Regions from separate parts of the Mus musculus genome. Here all the other regions are linked to region 2. Evidence: chromatin contacts called from public Hi-C data. All regions are on one chromosome and are shown on one strand. The core of a region is the stretch at or near the end of the contact, and the rest is flanking DNA. Distances in the headings are between cores, read along the strand shown. Region 1 has its middle 27 kb from the start of Gm29679. Region 2 overlaps Sulf2 (sulfatase 2). Region 3 has its middle 16 kb from the start of Gm30796. Region 4 has its middle 12 kb from the start of Gm30908. Region 5 has its middle 33 kb from the start of Gm30908.

Region 1 (3,011 bases), core at 309-2,808, 450 kb before region 2:
CCGGACACACTTGTGTTGTCACACTGGCTGGGGCTGCCCACCCACTCAGATTTTTTATAGTGAACACATCACTCAGCGGGTGCGTTTAGAAACGAATGTGTTGTTAGCATTGCTGAAGCCTTAAGTTACTGTGAGAAAACAAAAGAAACAAAATTTGTTCAAGTATCAACCTCATTCCCACATCCCCCACCAGGGAGGAAATACAAGGCTGGCCAGGGGAGGGTAGGAGGACTCCTCACTTGCAGATATCCAGCATGCCCCCCCCAACCTTGTCCATCCCTCACAGCACTAAATTCCATGCCAGGACAGCTCTGGTGATTGGCTCTCTCCTCCTTGGTGCTGCCAGATTGCCAGGAGCTCTCTCTGTGTTCCCCGTCTTTCTACTGTCACCGAAAGGCTTTGATTTAGTTTATTTATCCCCACAGCTCCAGGGGGAGGGAGCTGGACTCCTGAAAGATCACCTTCACCAGTCTGCAAGGTGAATGATTTCAGGGGAGAATAACAGGTGTTGTCTGTGGAAAGCCCATGTCGCCTGTGCCCTGTCACCCAGGAGACTGAGCTCTAGAGCAGCCCATGGGAGCACACCATCGAGGGCACACCATGGAGAAAACGTGGAGGACAGATGGAAAGGCGGGGAGGGGAGGGTGGCTATCCTGACAGACAGAAAGCCAAACCCCAGACTCAAACATGTGCTGAACTGTGGGAGAGAACCAACCAACAGCAAAAGAGAGGTGTCCAAGGTCACGGGCTGCGTGGTGGATTTGGAACAGGTGTAGGGCTAGGCTAGAGCAACCATGACTGTGTCTCACACAAAGGGATAGAGACCCTCACTCCACGACACCAGTGATGGTTTCTAATTTCACCTCCAGAGTCGATGGAGGGGCCCCGGGGCCAAAAGGTTGGGGGCTTTTTCTGCCCTTTTCTTTCTCCTAGATAAGATTTCATCCAGAGAAAAATGTGTGTAGGCACAAGTGTGTGTGTATAAGTGTGTGTGTATGGGTGTGTGTGTGCAAGTGTATGTGTCTGTCTGTGCGTGTCTGTGCATGTGTGCATGTGTGTATGTGCTAGTGGGCAGGAATGTGTATGTATGTGCATGTATGTGCACATGTCTGTGTTTGCATGTGCATGTGTGTATAGAGTTGATAGATAAATTTAAATTCAAGATCCTCAGTTAAATTTGAATTTCAGATAAATAACAAATTGATTTATTCTAGTATAACTCTGTCCCAAGCAATATTTGGTACATATTTACATTTTTTTTTTTTTTTGTTGATCTGAAATTCATTTTTTCTTTTCTAATTCCAGGAAGCTTTGGTTTATGTATGTTTAAGGAGAAAAAAGGATTTGAAAATGAATCTGTTACCATATGGTATACTCCTTCAGGCCTTAACTGTATGAAGCCCTGCTTCCCCAAACTGAACCCTGCAAACAAGATTCTAGACCATTCTTCTGTCCCCATGAACAAAACACACTCCATCTCATGGGGCTACAGCCAGTTGTGTTCACAAGGGAAGAAGGGTTGGGCTGCTGTCACTTGGTCATGTGGCTTCCTCTTGCTTCCTGCTGTTGGAAGGCCAAATGTGGTGACAGCAACATTTGTTCCAATGGTTCCCTGGGGAGGAGGGGCAGATCTAGCCTGAGAGCACCAGTGCACTTGTGTGATTGTATGTGTGCGCGAGTGTGTGCACGTGTGTGTGAGTGTGCATGTGTGTATGTATGAAGGCCTGCATATCACCCTTGAGGGACCTGGGAGTCTGCAGAATGCCTTTTGGCTATGTTTTCCCATAATCCCAGCAAGCCCCTTGGGCATCATGCTCTCAGATAAGATGGTTAACTCTAATTGTCAGCTTGTCAATACAACTTGAATACCCTGGAGAAAGTCTCAGCGGGGGGTATTGTCTATATTGGGTTGGCCTATGGAAGAATATTTTAATTAAGCTAATTAATGTGTGAAGACCGAGCCTACAGTGGGTGGTGCCATTCCCTAGGCATGGGTCCTGAACTGCAGATGAATGGAGAATTCGAGCTGAGCTCAAGCAAGCTAGCATGTACGCATTCATTCTCTCTCCTCTCGATTGGGACTGTGATGTGACCAGTTGGAAGTTCTTTACTTGGCTTTCCCACAATGGTGGCCTGTAGCCTGGAATTTTAAGTTGAAATAAGCCTCTCTCTCCCTTAATTTGCTCTTTATTAGGGAGAGAGACAGAGAGAGAGAGAGAGAGAGAGAGAGAGAGAGAGAGAGAGAGAGTGTTTTAATCACAGGAACAGAAATGAAACCAGAGCACCAGGCACCTGGGGACTGGTGGCCCCATTTGGAGTCTCAGTGTCTGATGGAGACATGAGAGTCCTCAGAGCTCAGCTGTGCTCAGCTTAGGAAGTCACTTTCCTTGGGTCTGGTGGCGGTGTTGATGCTCAGCAGTCTCTAGGACCATTTCATCTCCAGCCCCTGCTGCTTCTGATGACACCATCTAGACAGCCTTTCTCTTCTCAGGTCCTGCATGCTCTGTGACATGCTTTTCGCACTGTGACTGTCTGTGGCTGGACAATGAGCCTCTCGCGCTCCTCAGGCTGTCCCAAGCCCCTCCTACCCCCCCACGGTGCATGTTTGCTCACAGGAACCTTTCTTTTGACACACACAAGCTGCTCTCTTTCTTCCGTACTCTTCTCAGTAGCTGTGCACCGAGAGAGGCTCGCTGATAGCTTTTCTCCGAGTTTTCTCATCTGAGTGGTTTTGGCCTGACCACTTTCTGGCTGAGCTTGAGGCAGATGCGATTTTATGAGGCTGTAAAAGTCAAGCTTTGAATGTGTTTCTATCAAATTGCTGTGGGAAGGAGACGCATTAAAGGCAAGGAAAATAATGAGGGCGGTCTGTGAGGAGTCAGGACGCTTGAAGCCCAGGGTTGCCAAGTTGGGGCGCAGGTATCTCTCACGGCTAGCTTCAGTTGCTGCAGCCACCCTTGGGCGTGTAGTGGGGGGGGTGTGGTGGGAGGCGCCTGTGTGGGGGTGGTTAT
Region 2 (3,121 bases), core at 271-2,770:
GGCAGTCACTGGTCTGGTGGCTGTTGAGGAAGAGATCTCAGACTTAAGCAGAGAGCCATTGTCCACTGGGCCTGCTCCTGGTGGCAACACCGAGTAAGCTGTCTGCCGTCTGCTCTTTCCTCAAGGACCGTGTGGGCCATGGCCTTAGCCGTTCTCCTTGGCCTAACCTTTGAAGTGGCAACCGGAAACAGAACCGCTTAGAGGAGGCAGAGTTGAATGAAAGGCTGGCAATCGCGGCCGCCTCATCTCTGTAGCAGCTGGGGGGCTGGGGGAGGGGGGGTCAAAGTCCAGTCAGGTATATCCAGAGGGAGGACTGGGACTTGCACAGCCCATCTTCCACGCCAGCAAGGGAGAGAGGCAGGAGGATACCGCCAGTGAGACCGCTGAACATCTGTCCACAGAACAGCTGGAGCGCCAACCCATCCCTCATAGTCTTTGCCGGGCCCCTCTCACATGGGTGGCTACTGAGTGGATCACCCTAATGTGATCCCAGGAGTGGGGTCCCCAAGCCTATGGGGCTTGTCACCAGACTCCTTGTTAAGAGCTAAAAGCGACACACGGCTGCCTCGAGGAAAATCATTCTGGGTCGAGTATAACAGGTGCTCAGAGGCCAGACTGTGCGTGCCCAGCCAGCAAGAACCAACAAGAGGGCGGGCATGAACCCTAGAGGCAGAGGAGGATAGTATTAGGGCATGTAACCTTGACAGTGCAGCACCGGACGGTCCGGCTGGAACTGGCCTCCCTACGGGTCAGAGTGTCAGGATGGAAGCTCTCTCATTTGCAGATGTCCCTCCCTCTTCACCTCCAGATGCCTCTGTCCCAAGCTAAGCTGCCACCCAGGTGGCCAAGTTTCCACTCCCTCTCTGTTCCCCAGGAACCCCCACATTGTCCTCAACATTGACCTGGCCCCCACCATACTGGATATCGCTGGACTGGACATCCCTGCAGACATGGACGGGAAGTCTATTCTCAAACTACTGGACTCAGAGCGGCCAGTGAACCGGTGAGAAGGAGCAAGAGAGACCCAGGGAAGGAGGCTCCCTAGCCAGGGGGAACTCAACCACGGGGAACTGGGAAGGCCACTGGAATCAGGATCTAGGTGCCCCCCACTAACCCATGAGAGATTGAAGGACCAGCCCTCTCTGGGATTCTATCCTCCCATTTGGAGCTAAGGACCTTCCAAAGCTAAAAGGATGAAAAGCCCAAAGTTAACAGTAGCACTGTGCTGTGCCCCGGGCACTCCAGCACGTTGGCCCTCATAGTAACCCAGTAAAGGAAAGTTGTGTTCTCTGAATCCTAGAGAGATAGAGGATAACCAAGAAGTCAGACTCTTCGTCACAATGGCTATGACTTTTGTGGCCCTATTGATGGGTGGTGGGACTGACCGGGAGTGTGTTCCAGGTGTCCTGGGTGGCTGAAGGAAGCAGCAATGAAATGGGGAAAACAAAACAAGGAAGGTGGAAAGGAAGGTGGCTAGAGATGAGGAACCAGAAAGGCAGGAGCGACCCCTTGTGGTCAACAGTGAAACTGCCCCCTGGATAACAGATCTTTCTGTGAGCCTCTCCTAGACTTTCCTCCCAGGGGGCCCAGCCCTGAGATCTACAGGTGGCTGGTGGCCCTGTAAGGTCGGTACATCTTCCAACGAAGGGGGCTGGAAGGGTCTAAAATGGACACATGCAGAGTGTAGGGGCACAGGACACTTGAGAATCGGGGACCACAAGGGGTCGCTCCTGCCTTTCTGGTTCCTCATCTCTAGCCACCTTCCTTTCCACCTTCCTTTCTGTTTTTTTTTTTTTGTTTTTTTTTTTCCCCCATTTCATTGCTGCTTCCTTCAGCCACCCAGGACACCTGGAACACACTCCCGGTCAGTCCCACCACCCATCAATAGGGCCACAAAAGTCATAGCCATTGTGACGAAGAGTCTGACTTCTTGGTTATCTCATAGATCAGGAGAAATGACCCCCTGCAGGCACTCATTAGCCCAGAACTGGGCTCCTGAGAGACTCCAAAACTCACACACAAACACACACACACACGTGCAAATGCCCATGTAACTGTACCCATTTCAACCACAAAGAGGCATTCAGAACACATCTTGGAGAAGCAGCCCTGTCCCTGGGGTGTGGAAACCTTTCCAGTGTCACTCAATGACTGCCACTTGGCCCAGGGTATGGAGAACCTGTGGACAGGGCTGGGGACACGGGAACCCGGCAGACAGGATGCTGGACCTGCTTGTTTTCTAGGTTCCACTTGAAAAAGAAGCTGAGGGTCTGGCGAGACTCCTTCCTGGTGGAGAGAGGGTGAGTGCCGGCCGGGCAGGAAGACCCCCATGAGGAGTGGTCACAAGACTGTGGGAGGCTGAATAGTGCTGTGCTAGTGACTGGGTGACTCAGAGCTGTGTCCAAATTCCCTGTCACAATTGGGTGGCTCATGCAGAATTCGAATCTGGAGGCCACATGTCCCCATTCAACATACTTGGCAGAGCCTGTACGATGTCATCACTGTTCATTTAATCCTAACTCAGGCCATCTGGGATAGACAGCTCCTGTAGACTTCCCATTAAAACCCAGGTGCTCTCAAGCCACCAGCCACCCATCCTCCACAGTAGGTCTCCACAGAGCTATGCAGGGCCGGCAGCCTAGGCAAGCACAAGTTGCCCCAGGGCTCCACCCAGTTCAACCAGCCCCGCATCTCCCTCAGCAAACTGCTCCACAAGAGGGAGGGTGACAAAGTGAATGCCCAGGAGGAGAACTTCCTGCCCAAGTACCAGCGCGTGAAGGACCTGTGTCAGCGAGCTGAGTACCAGACAGCATGCGAACAGCTGGGGCAGGTGAGGAGATGGCGGATCTTCTGGGTCCTCTGGGGTGTGGTTGCCATGGTTACATGGGAGGCTCTGGTCCCTGTCAGGGTAGCAGTGTCCTCTGGGTGTGTGACCTTGCACTCCTCATGTGGGAAAACACCAGCAGGCAGGCTCAGGTGGCAAACAGCATTCATTGCCTCCCAGCTGACTTGTGTGGTATAACTCTCTGCGGCTGGCTTCCGTTTATAGGGGGATTAGGAAATAGCTTTCAAGATTTTTTTTTTAAAAGGACATTGATTGCAAAAGAGACGCTAAGTAAAC
Region 3 (2,781 bases), core at 243-2,742, 340 kb before region 2:
AAAGACTGTTCTCTGACATGAATATCTAGGAAATGTAGTTACACTTTAGAAGAGATAGCAAAATGTACTACTTTAGAATATTTCAGAGTCATTAAGAGAGTAAGGCAGCAGACACCATGTAACCTTTTAGAAAGGATTCCTACCTTTTTTTAAAAAAATGTACTTACTGCTGGGGAATGAACCTAGGACAAGCATTCTACGAATGCGCCTGGGATGGCAAATCTTCCACCACCCAGAATGCATTATCTAGGATGGTCAGGCAGGATGCGTGGCTGCAGGGTTTAGTGACCTCCCCTTTGCAGGGGATAGCCTCGGTTAAGGTCACCCTCATCTTTAGAAAGGCCAGTGCCACCATGTACCTGACTCCACATCCCAGCTAGACGATCCTGAGAAAGTCACCGAACAGAATGCTAATTTCAGATTGTAGAGACGTAAATGGTATTTAAAGTACAAAGAGCTTAGACTGGCACACAGTCAACCCTAAACGGTGACTCTTCGAGCATGTGTCTTAGTTAGGGCTTCACTGATGTGAAAAGACACCATGACCAAGGCAACTCTTATAAAGGCAAACATTTCATTGGGGCTGGCTCTCACTGTCAGATGTTCAGTCTATTATCATCATGGCAGGCAGCATAGCAGCGTGCAGGTGCTCATGGTGCTGAAGGAGTGGAGAGTTCTACATCTTTATCTGAAAGCAACCAGGAGGAGGTGCTCTTTTGTAGGTAGCCAGGAGGAGGTTCTCTTCTATACTGGGTGGAGCCTGAGCATAGGTGGCCTCGAGGCCCACCTATGAAGTGACACACTTGCTCCAACAGGCCATACCTCTTCCAATAAGGCCACACCTCCTAATGGGCAAACATTCAAACCACCAAGCATGTCTGTTATGTGCGTGCATGAAGTGTATGCACATGTATGCACACACATCTGTGCACATTGTGTGGAGGCCCAAGGACATCAGGAGCTCACTCTATCCTCAATCACTCCCGATCCCCTTCTTTGAGGTCCGATGGATGCTTAGTTTTAATTGCCCACTTTATACAAACTAGAGTCAACTGGGAGATGTCTCCGTGAAGGATTGTCTAGGTTATGATGGCTTGTGGCGTGTGTGTGTGTGTGTGTGTGTGAGATTGTCTTGATTTCATTAGTCCACTCAATACCTTCTTGTCAGGTGTCAACGTCATTAAGGTTCATTTGGGCTTAGAGGTTGAAGGGCTACAGCCCAGCATGTGGGAAAGGACAAGCAGATGCAGGAGGATGAGGAGCCTGGCTGGTCCTGCTGCCTGTGGGGTCAGCAAACAGATGACACTCCCCCCCCCCCCCAATGATGTGCTTTCTCACAAGCGTTGTCTCGGAATCTTCTTAGTGCTCCTTAGACACTTCAGTGCTGGGAGCTGCCTCCGGGAGCCAGGCATTGACTGGTTTCCACAGTTTCCAGGGGTGAGCGTGTGACTCAGACTTGTTCCTCTCAGGCCCCACGAGGCTGGGGATATGACCGGCTCAGGATGAGGAAGCTGCTCTTTGCAAAGGGACCTGGGGTGGTTGCCGTGGTTCCAGAGCACAGGCCCCGTGGTGAAGCCAATCTAAGCAGCTGTTCTGGGACAGACAAGAGGCCATAGCATCTGAACAAGGAAGCTTTGGTCTTCAAAACTGGGTGTGCCCAGTTCTTTTGATTTGGTGTCTTTGAAGTTGGATGTCTAAACTTATGAACAACTGTGACCTGGGCCTGATGTCCATGGTCCCTGCAGGCCCATAATTCCCCTGGGATGACACTTGTCTGCCAGGACCTCCCCAGCCTCTGATGTCTGTTTTCCTTTAGTTCATTTGTCCTGCAGTATTAAAGCTCACACGATGCTCTGTGCCCATCCAGCCCACCCAGGAGTCCCCATGATGGTGGCTCATTGCTTGGTTGGTTTGATTATTTAAAAAAAAACAAAAACAAAATCAGATTCCCTAATTGAACCCCTTAAGTGTGTTTCCTTTGAATGCATTTTGGCCACAGTTATTAAATCACAACTGTATCACCCCTTAAATTATCTTGAAAACAAATCAATAATTTATTTAACCAGAGTCAAGAAAAGAAGCAGAGAAAGGAAAAGAAAAAAAAAATCCCCCAAAGAAATCTCTCTAATGAGTTTTACTTGGAAGGAAGCCGTGGACGAACACTGGGAAGGAATTTCGCTCTAAAGCAGGGCACACAACTAGCTGGGAGAATGAAAGTGACCTACTTCAATATTGTTCATTATTGCTCTCTCTGACAACTAACTCACCTTTGTTAAATGTCAGCTGTTTTCTGAGCACGCGACAGGGCCAAACAATCTCATGACATTCCCGATAGTGAGTGACAGCACTTGGACCCCACGTGGGAATTTGTTTTATTCTGTGAACTGAACATCTGAGATCATTACAAAACCCAGTAGCTCATTCGTGTCTCCAACCTGGACCCCCGGGGGGCAAAATCGGATCTAATTCAAATATCACTCTTTAAGTGCCCTGTGCTTTAATTGAGTTTCTAGGGGTCATAGCTCATTGGTACTGAGTAGGACAGTTCCCCATGGAGTGACAGACGTGGCCTTACATTCTCTAGGACCCGAGGCTCCCGTCAGTGAATCTGCTGGCAATCAGAGCATGTCTAATTTTGAGCAGGAGGAAAATTCCCCAAGAAGGATGGAAATGTCTCCTGGGGGCGGCAAGAGCTGGACAGACACTGAAGCAGAGAGGAGATTGGGGGGGGGTGTTGCTGTGCTCCACCCCACCCTTTCCACACACTGACCTGTGAGTCAC
Region 4 (2,834 bases), core at 307-2,806, 400 kb before region 2:
AGCCCAAGGTCAGGTAATCGGCTCTGGAACCTGCCTGGTTCCAACCTCTCCAAGTCACCACAGTGCTAAACAGCCACAGTCTCTGCAAACATGGCTGCTCCCCAGGAATTCTCATGGACACTGGCAAGCAACATTTCACCTGGATTTCCTCCAAACCTTGCTAAGGTGATCTCAGCAGCTGATGTGCTTTTATAAAAAGGATATGTTTTATGGAGCACAGTATGGTGAGGTGGGAGGGGGTACCTCAGCCAGCCTATGCTGAGGCATCCCTCCCCTCCATTCCTAGGTACCAGCCATATGATAGGTCTAGTACAGAATAGAGTTCATTTGGAGGCATGGGAAGGAGAGTTGAGGGGATGGAGAGAGAGAGAGAGAGAGAGAGAGAGAGAGAGAGAGAGAGAGAGAGAGAGAGAGAGAAGAGGAGAAGAGGCTGGCCAGGCCAAGAACATGTGAGGGTCGGGGAGAGAAAGGTGTTAAGGAGGGCAAAGGGAATCAGGGTTCAGAGTCAGAGAGGCCCATCTGTCCCTTTTATAGGAAGCCAGGCCTACTGGCTGTTGCTAGGTAATTGTTGGGCGGAGCTTAGAAGGAATGCTAACAGCAGCCATGACACTTGGCATTTGAGAGACCAACTCAACACACTAGTCACTGGTCTTGGTCAGGAAGCTGACCTGTTCTTCATGGGCACTTGTGCCTGGGCATTTGCATGTGGGAAGAGAGACATTGTCACATTGAAATTACCTCGACTATTCTATTTTCCCTTATATTTCTTCTTATGTTATAGCCTGGACATCAAATTTAAAAAACAGAACCAAAAGGATCATGTGTGGGACCAGAGCGATGACTCAGAGTTTCAGTACGCTTAGCTGCTCTATCAGGGGTGGGGGCTGGAATCTGGTTCCCAGTGCCAGTGTTGGGTGGTTCACAGAGGTCTGTAACTGCATCACCAAAAGATCTGATGCCCCCTACTGGCAGACACACGCACATAAAATAATAAAGCAAATCTTAAAAAACTATATAGATTATACTATCTGTGACTTTCATTTTAAGTTTGGACTACAGTGGAAATGAATTTTGAAATTGTATCTACAATGTAGCTTCAGGACTGTTAGGGGGGAGAGCTGCTCTTCCTTAGATGTAGCTCTTTCCCCAGGGAGCCTGTGACCTCATTTGAAGGAGCTTTTGAGCGCTTGCTAAATCAAGCCAGGTTTTCATGGCAAGAGCGCCTTACTTTTCTTCTTAGTTGCACGTCCTCCTCTGCCAAGACTCCTCTTACGGCCACGGCTGGAGGCTGGTGTAATTTTTATCCTTACATCCTCGGGCTGTCGAGACATGCCTGGAATTGTCCCCATCAAGTGTGGCAACCTGGCTCCGGTTTGTTACAGATGCTGCTGAGGCTGCTGCCAAATTTAGGCCACTGTCAGTGAGCAAATAATTTGTCCCTCCATAGGAGATAGAGAGACATCAACTCGAAGGAGCAAGGCAGGAAGCTTAGTCATGCAGATGGCACAGAGCACAGAGGGCAGAGGAGAGGCCTCCTTCACAGTCTGCAGCAGCCTGGGGTCTGGAGCCTGGAGGCAGCTATGGAAACACTGGCCAGGGCAGCCTGTGCTCGGCTCAGCCACAGAGGCTCCAGACAGGAGCAAACAGCACCGGTTCCCAGGACACCGAGAAGCAAGAAGTTAGCCAGAGGCTGCCTGGTCCTCAGCACACACAATGGGGGTCATTCCCCATGGAATCTGGAAGCCTCAGCTGATGCTCAACACACTGACTGGTTCTCACAGGGGACGGTGGGGGATGGGGGACGGTGACTTAGCAGCCAGGAGAGGTCTCTTGGATACTGGGAGAGCTGTCACTGTGATTCATGGCTCCTCTGACATCACAGGGAGGATGCAAAGTCAAGGTAGCCCAGGAAATGGGACATGGAGGCAGGACAGACAGACAGACAGACAGACAGACAGGCAGGCAGGCAGGCAGACAGGCAAGCAACACACACACACACACACACACACACACACACACACACACACACACACCACAGCAAATAAGGAATTGATCAGATAGGACGCCTTTAGTTCTTGTAAGCCACAGACATAGCCCTTTCCAGAAGAAGATCCACTAAATAAGGTATTCTGAAGCCACATGGAGACTGAAGACAGTAGGCACAGACCCCAGGGTTCAAATTATGCATCATCGGTGTCTTTTCACTTTTCTTCTTATACGTGGAGAAGAAAACAACCAAATAGTCGAAGAAAGGGAGGCTCCACATCAGAACCAGTAGAGGGTCTGAGCAGGAAGCCTTGGCATGGCTGTCTGCTGGCACTGGGAGAGGCAGGCACCCCTCTATCTGTGAAACGGGAGTGATGCTGGCCTTAAAGGGCAGGCTTCTACTGAACACTCTGGGGTCAGTCCTGGAACACTGGGCCCTCCAAGAGATGACTTTTTAAAACGTCCTCTTGCACTTGGCAAGGCCTGGGTAGCCCAGTAATGCTTATCCTGCTAAACGTTTCTGGGTAGAACTTTCTAGATGCCCCTTGGTGTCCCTTGTCTGCTGTTATATTAATACAACCTCCTATTTCTCAGTGTAAAGATGTTCTCACATGCGCCATGGCTTGAAGTGTTCACAAGGCTGCGTTCTGGTCAGTAGGAAGGGAAGTGATGGTCTGAGTTCCACATTGTGTCCTTCAACATGAGTCTGTTCCCCCGTCTGTACTCTTCCTACCTTTGGGAGTGTGACTCTGTTAGTGACTCTGTGGGGGCGGTTTAGGGTCGACATTCCGGGAGGGTGGGGCCACAGGCAGGGCCTGTTCCCCAGTGTCTCAGAACTGCAGCTTTAG
Region 5 (3,112 bases), core at 11-2,510, 420 kb before region 2:
ATTTGAGGTGCTCCATGTGAATTGATTTGAGATGCTCCGTGTGAGATGATTTGAGGTGCTCCGTGTGAGATGATTTGAGGTGCTCCTGAGCCAGGAGGAAGCCGCATGGATCCTCACAAGTCTCTGTCTCTTGAACTCTGGGCAGAGAGACTGTTTCAGGCTGGCTTGACTTCCCCCATCTTAGGTTTCCTGCCCTTCACAAGGCTTAGCGGGCATGGCTTCAGCCTGGGTGGTCAGCGGCTCATGCTGCTGAAGTGACTTCTGTGGTTTCTTTGTTTTAGAGGCTTCTATTTATGGCGAGTAACATTGATTTTTTTTTTCATCTGCAGAACGAGATCATCAAGTTTCCCTTAAAGTAACTGGTTTCAGATGCATTTTGATGAGGCCATGCTGTAGGCAGGATGCGGCTATTTTAAAAGGCCTGATGGAGGCTGGGCGACATTCTTCATAAACGCCAGTGACGGGTGTGTAATTCAGGCCCTGGCCCCAGCCCTGCCTCATGCAGCCTCATGCCTTGCTCAGCCTCCTGCAGCTACAGGAAGAGGGTAGCATTCTCTCTTGTCTCCCCATTGCCCTCCCGATGTGCCTTCACCCCCTAACCTGCCATCCACCTCCATATTGGTCTGGTCCCTTGGGCCCTTCCACTGTGGGAGAACTTTCCCACCCCTAAAAGAATCCTCTCTCTTCTCTCTCTCTCTCTCTCTCTCTCTCTCTCTCTCTCTCTCTCTCTCTCACACTCAGGGGCAGGCATATCAGCTACCATTGAAATGCCTGTTACTCTTGGGCCTCCTTACAGAGCCTCCTAGTTCCTATATGGGTGTCCCGAGTGGTCCCACACTTTTCCATGACAACTAGTCTGATACCTGCTTGTCAGCTTAAAAGCCCTGAGCTAACCTGATCTCTCATGTTAATTCATGCTGTGTGTGTCTGGGGGGGAGAGGGGGATATGGTGAGCACACATGCAAATATACACACAGACACATTCACATATTCTCACACATACACTGACACTAACACAGTCACATACGTGCACATAACAGTGTACACACACAGACACACACAGCCATGCACACAACATTTACACACTTACACTCATAAGCATATAAGCATGCATACTAACACACACACAGACACACACAGACACACAGATACACACACAGGGTGGGGGGGAGCAAGTAGCTGATCTGTATGAATTAGCAGGAGGAATTACATCAGCCTGGCTTTTTGCCTTGCAAGGAGATGTCAGGCTGGTGTCCATACAGAGGGGAGGCACCAGAGGTCACACAAGAGTCCCAGTGCTGGGGTGACCAAACTGGGCCAAGTGGCAGGCTCTGGATTCTTCTGCATTCCTTGAACTAACATGACTTATTTTCCTAGACCCCTACCCCAGATCCTAGATAGTATCTGATCTTCAGTCTAATGGGCCCTCTAGTCTCCCTGTTGCTTTGATGGCAGAGATGCAGGTGGTGACCCCATGTCATAGGCAGATGCTGCTGCTGCTGGTGGTGGTGATGGTCGGCGAGGCTCACTTCTAGCAGCAGCTGCAGCAGCTGATATGGCAGGACCCCTCAGGGCTGGAGGCTGCTTGCAATCCAGAGGCCAGGCATGATCTCTGAGAGTTTTAGACTCCACCGTCCTTGTCCTGTCCTGTTCCCTGGGGGGGGGGGGCGGGGTGAGAAAGGGGGCGTAGAAGGCAGCTAGATTGAGGTGTATTGGCATGTGTGGCTGCTTCGAGTCCACAAATTATAACAACAAACGGTTCCTATTTCAGACTCATGTTCACACTTTTACAGGATCAGTATTGTATACTGGCCTCTCAGCAGAGCCGCTTACACTGTGCTTAGAAGTTTTTATTTCCTCTGTTGTTCACAGTGAGGAATGGATTTGCAGCACAAGCTGTATTTGTAGCAGGAGAGTGGAGGGCACCCCTCTCTTCACTCTCCACTCTTGTTGAGTCTTTTCCTCAGTGGCCAGTTTCAGACAATTGGAGTGTTAGCAGCCAAGCACCGAATCGGAGGGAAGGTTTAATGAGCGTGTGAGCTTTAGATGAAATGTGGCTGGTCATGCGTGTTACACAAAACATGTGTTCTCTCTCTGGGATAAAGAGGCAAGCCATCACAGCTCAGAGGTTAAAAGCAAAGGCTGCTCTTCCAAGAACCGGGTTTTGGTCTCCAGCACTTACATAACTACTCACAACTGTCTGTAACCCCATTTCCAGGTGATCCAACATCCTCTTCGGGCTCCCTCAGGTAGCAGGCTCTCTGGAGGTGCACAGACATATAGGCAGGCAAATCACCCATACCCATTAAATAAAAATGATGTTTTAAGAGGTTAAGTCATTGAGCTACAAATTTAATATTTAAAAACAGGTAAATTAAGCCTGTTTTCTCTATAGAACGCAGGGTCCTTGGCAGTAAGGCCTGGCTGCCTTCAGCCTGTGGTACGATTTCTAGTGAAATATCAGCACTGCTGACTTTCTCACAAATGTGTCTGTAGGGTTCCCTGTTCTCATGGAGTGTCGGGATGCTTTGGAAACCCTGTATGTACTTACGGCGAATGACCACACCGGGACAGCTTGTCAGGAGGCAGGTCAGCATGACTTAGGGTGACTGAAGGCTTATCAAGTTGGGGGACTGAGGGTAGGAACACCCAGGATGGGCAAGGGTGATTGGCTGGGGTCTGAGGGTGTTTAGACTGCCTCGTGAGCATGGGGAAGTATTTCAGAACTCTCAGGTGTGGCCTGAACAGGTTTTGTCAGGAGAATGGAAATGGGTCCTATAAACTAATTGAGGCTACATGATATTCCTCAAGGAGAGGCGAGTGGGAGGGACAAAGTCAGAGAAGGAGAAAACCTGTTAATGAAAGGAGTCCCCCATTATGTGCCAAGCCCCCAAAGCTAGCAGTTGAATGGTGGACTTCGACCTTAATTAGCAGTTTTTCCACACGTGCCTTCCTCCCTGACTTTGTCCTGATGCCCTTTGGTGTGAGGAACACCTTGTGGGCTTCTTTCCTGGCTCCTTTAATCAGTGCCATGTTGTACAAATGGGCTCTTGGGAAGCCCAGTCCTGATATTACTTGTAGGAGCTTTTCCTATTGTGTTCATGTTCTGTGC

The links. A called contact is a pair of places that touch in the nucleus more often than the background predicts.
Region 1: a contact with region 2 is called in a Hi-C map of bone marrow-derived macrophages, with 26 read pairs. The contact joins two enhancer-like sites. A contact is called at or near these places in 1 of 484 Hi-C or Micro-C datasets (bone marrow-derived macrophages) and 11 of 115 datasets of contacts at active chromatin or transcription factors (DN3 thymocytes, T-cell acute lymphoblastic leukemia, acute myeloid leukemia and 8 more).
Region 3: a contact with region 2 is called in a Hi-C map of bone marrow-derived macrophages, with 17 read pairs. The contact joins two enhancer-like sites. A contact is called at or near these places in 2 of 15 datasets of contacts at CTCF or cohesin (both in embryonic stem cells), 2 of 484 Hi-C or Micro-C datasets (bone marrow-derived macrophages and reprogramming fibroblasts) and 10 of 115 datasets of contacts at active chromatin or transcription factors (the NIH/3T3 cell line, cardiomyocytes, embryonic basal ganglia and 3 more).
Region 4: a Hi-C map of bone marrow-derived macrophages shows a contact between it and region 2, with 17 read pairs. The contact joins two enhancer-like sites. A contact is called at or near these places in 4 of 484 Hi-C or Micro-C datasets (the HL-1 cell line, bone marrow-derived macrophages, nephron progenitors and 1 more) and 2 of 115 datasets of contacts at active chromatin or transcription factors (embryonic stem cells and large pre-B cells).
Region 5: a Hi-C map of bone marrow-derived macrophages shows a contact between it and region 2, with 26 read pairs. The contact joins two enhancer-like sites. A contact is called at or near these places in 1 of 15 datasets of contacts at CTCF or cohesin (embryonic stem cells), 2 of 484 Hi-C or Micro-C datasets (bone marrow-derived macrophages and nephron progenitors), 2 of 115 datasets of contacts at active chromatin or transcription factors (cardiomyocytes and stem cell-derived neural progenitor cells) and 1 of 9 other capture datasets (embryonic stem cells).

Annotation. Positions count from the first base shown.
Region 1 is chr2:166,535,663-166,538,673 of GRCm38.p6, reverse strand. No RefSeq gene overlaps it. Among named protein-coding and RNA genes, the nearest start is that of Gm29679, 27 kb to the left of the region's middle. Within about 2 kb of position 1,558, at least 21 of the 459 cell types and tissues checked have an H3K27ac peak or open chromatin away from gene starts, as enhancers often do. A contact at or near this core is called in bone marrow-derived macrophages, where this site is marked.
Region 2 is chr2:166,083,565-166,086,685 of GRCm38.p6, reverse strand. Sulf2 (sulfatase 2) reads left to right here. Exons shown (of 21, transcript NM_028072.5): 8 at 875-1,003; 9 at 2,244-2,300; 10 at 2,701-2,830. Among named protein-coding and RNA genes, the nearest start is that of Gm52534, 35 kb to the left of the region's middle. Within about 2 kb of position 1,520, at least 21 of the 459 cell types and tissues checked have an H3K27ac peak or open chromatin away from gene starts, as enhancers often do. A contact at or near this core is called in bone marrow-derived macrophages, where this site is marked.
Region 3 is chr2:166,419,217-166,421,997 of GRCm38.p6, reverse strand. No RefSeq gene overlaps it. Among named protein-coding and RNA genes, the nearest start is that of Gm30796, 16 kb to the right of the region's middle. Within about 2 kb of position 1,492, at least 32 of the 459 cell types and tissues checked have an H3K27ac peak or open chromatin away from gene starts, as enhancers often do. A contact at or near this core is called in bone marrow-derived macrophages, where this site is marked.
Region 4 is chr2:166,481,888-166,484,721 of GRCm38.p6, reverse strand. No RefSeq gene overlaps it. Among named protein-coding and RNA genes, the nearest start is that of Gm30908, 12 kb to the right of the region's middle. Within about 2 kb of position 1,556, at least 56 of the 459 cell types and tissues checked have an H3K27ac peak or open chromatin away from gene starts, as enhancers often do. A contact at or near this core is called in bone marrow-derived macrophages, where this site is marked.
Region 5 is chr2:166,502,804-166,505,915 of GRCm38.p6, reverse strand. It overlaps the pseudogene Gm14267. Among named protein-coding and RNA genes, the nearest start is that of Gm30908, 33 kb to the right of the region's middle. Within about 2 kb of position 1,260, at least 5 of the 459 cell types and tissues checked have an H3K27ac peak or open chromatin away from gene starts, as enhancers often do. A contact at or near this core is called in bone marrow-derived macrophages, where this site is marked.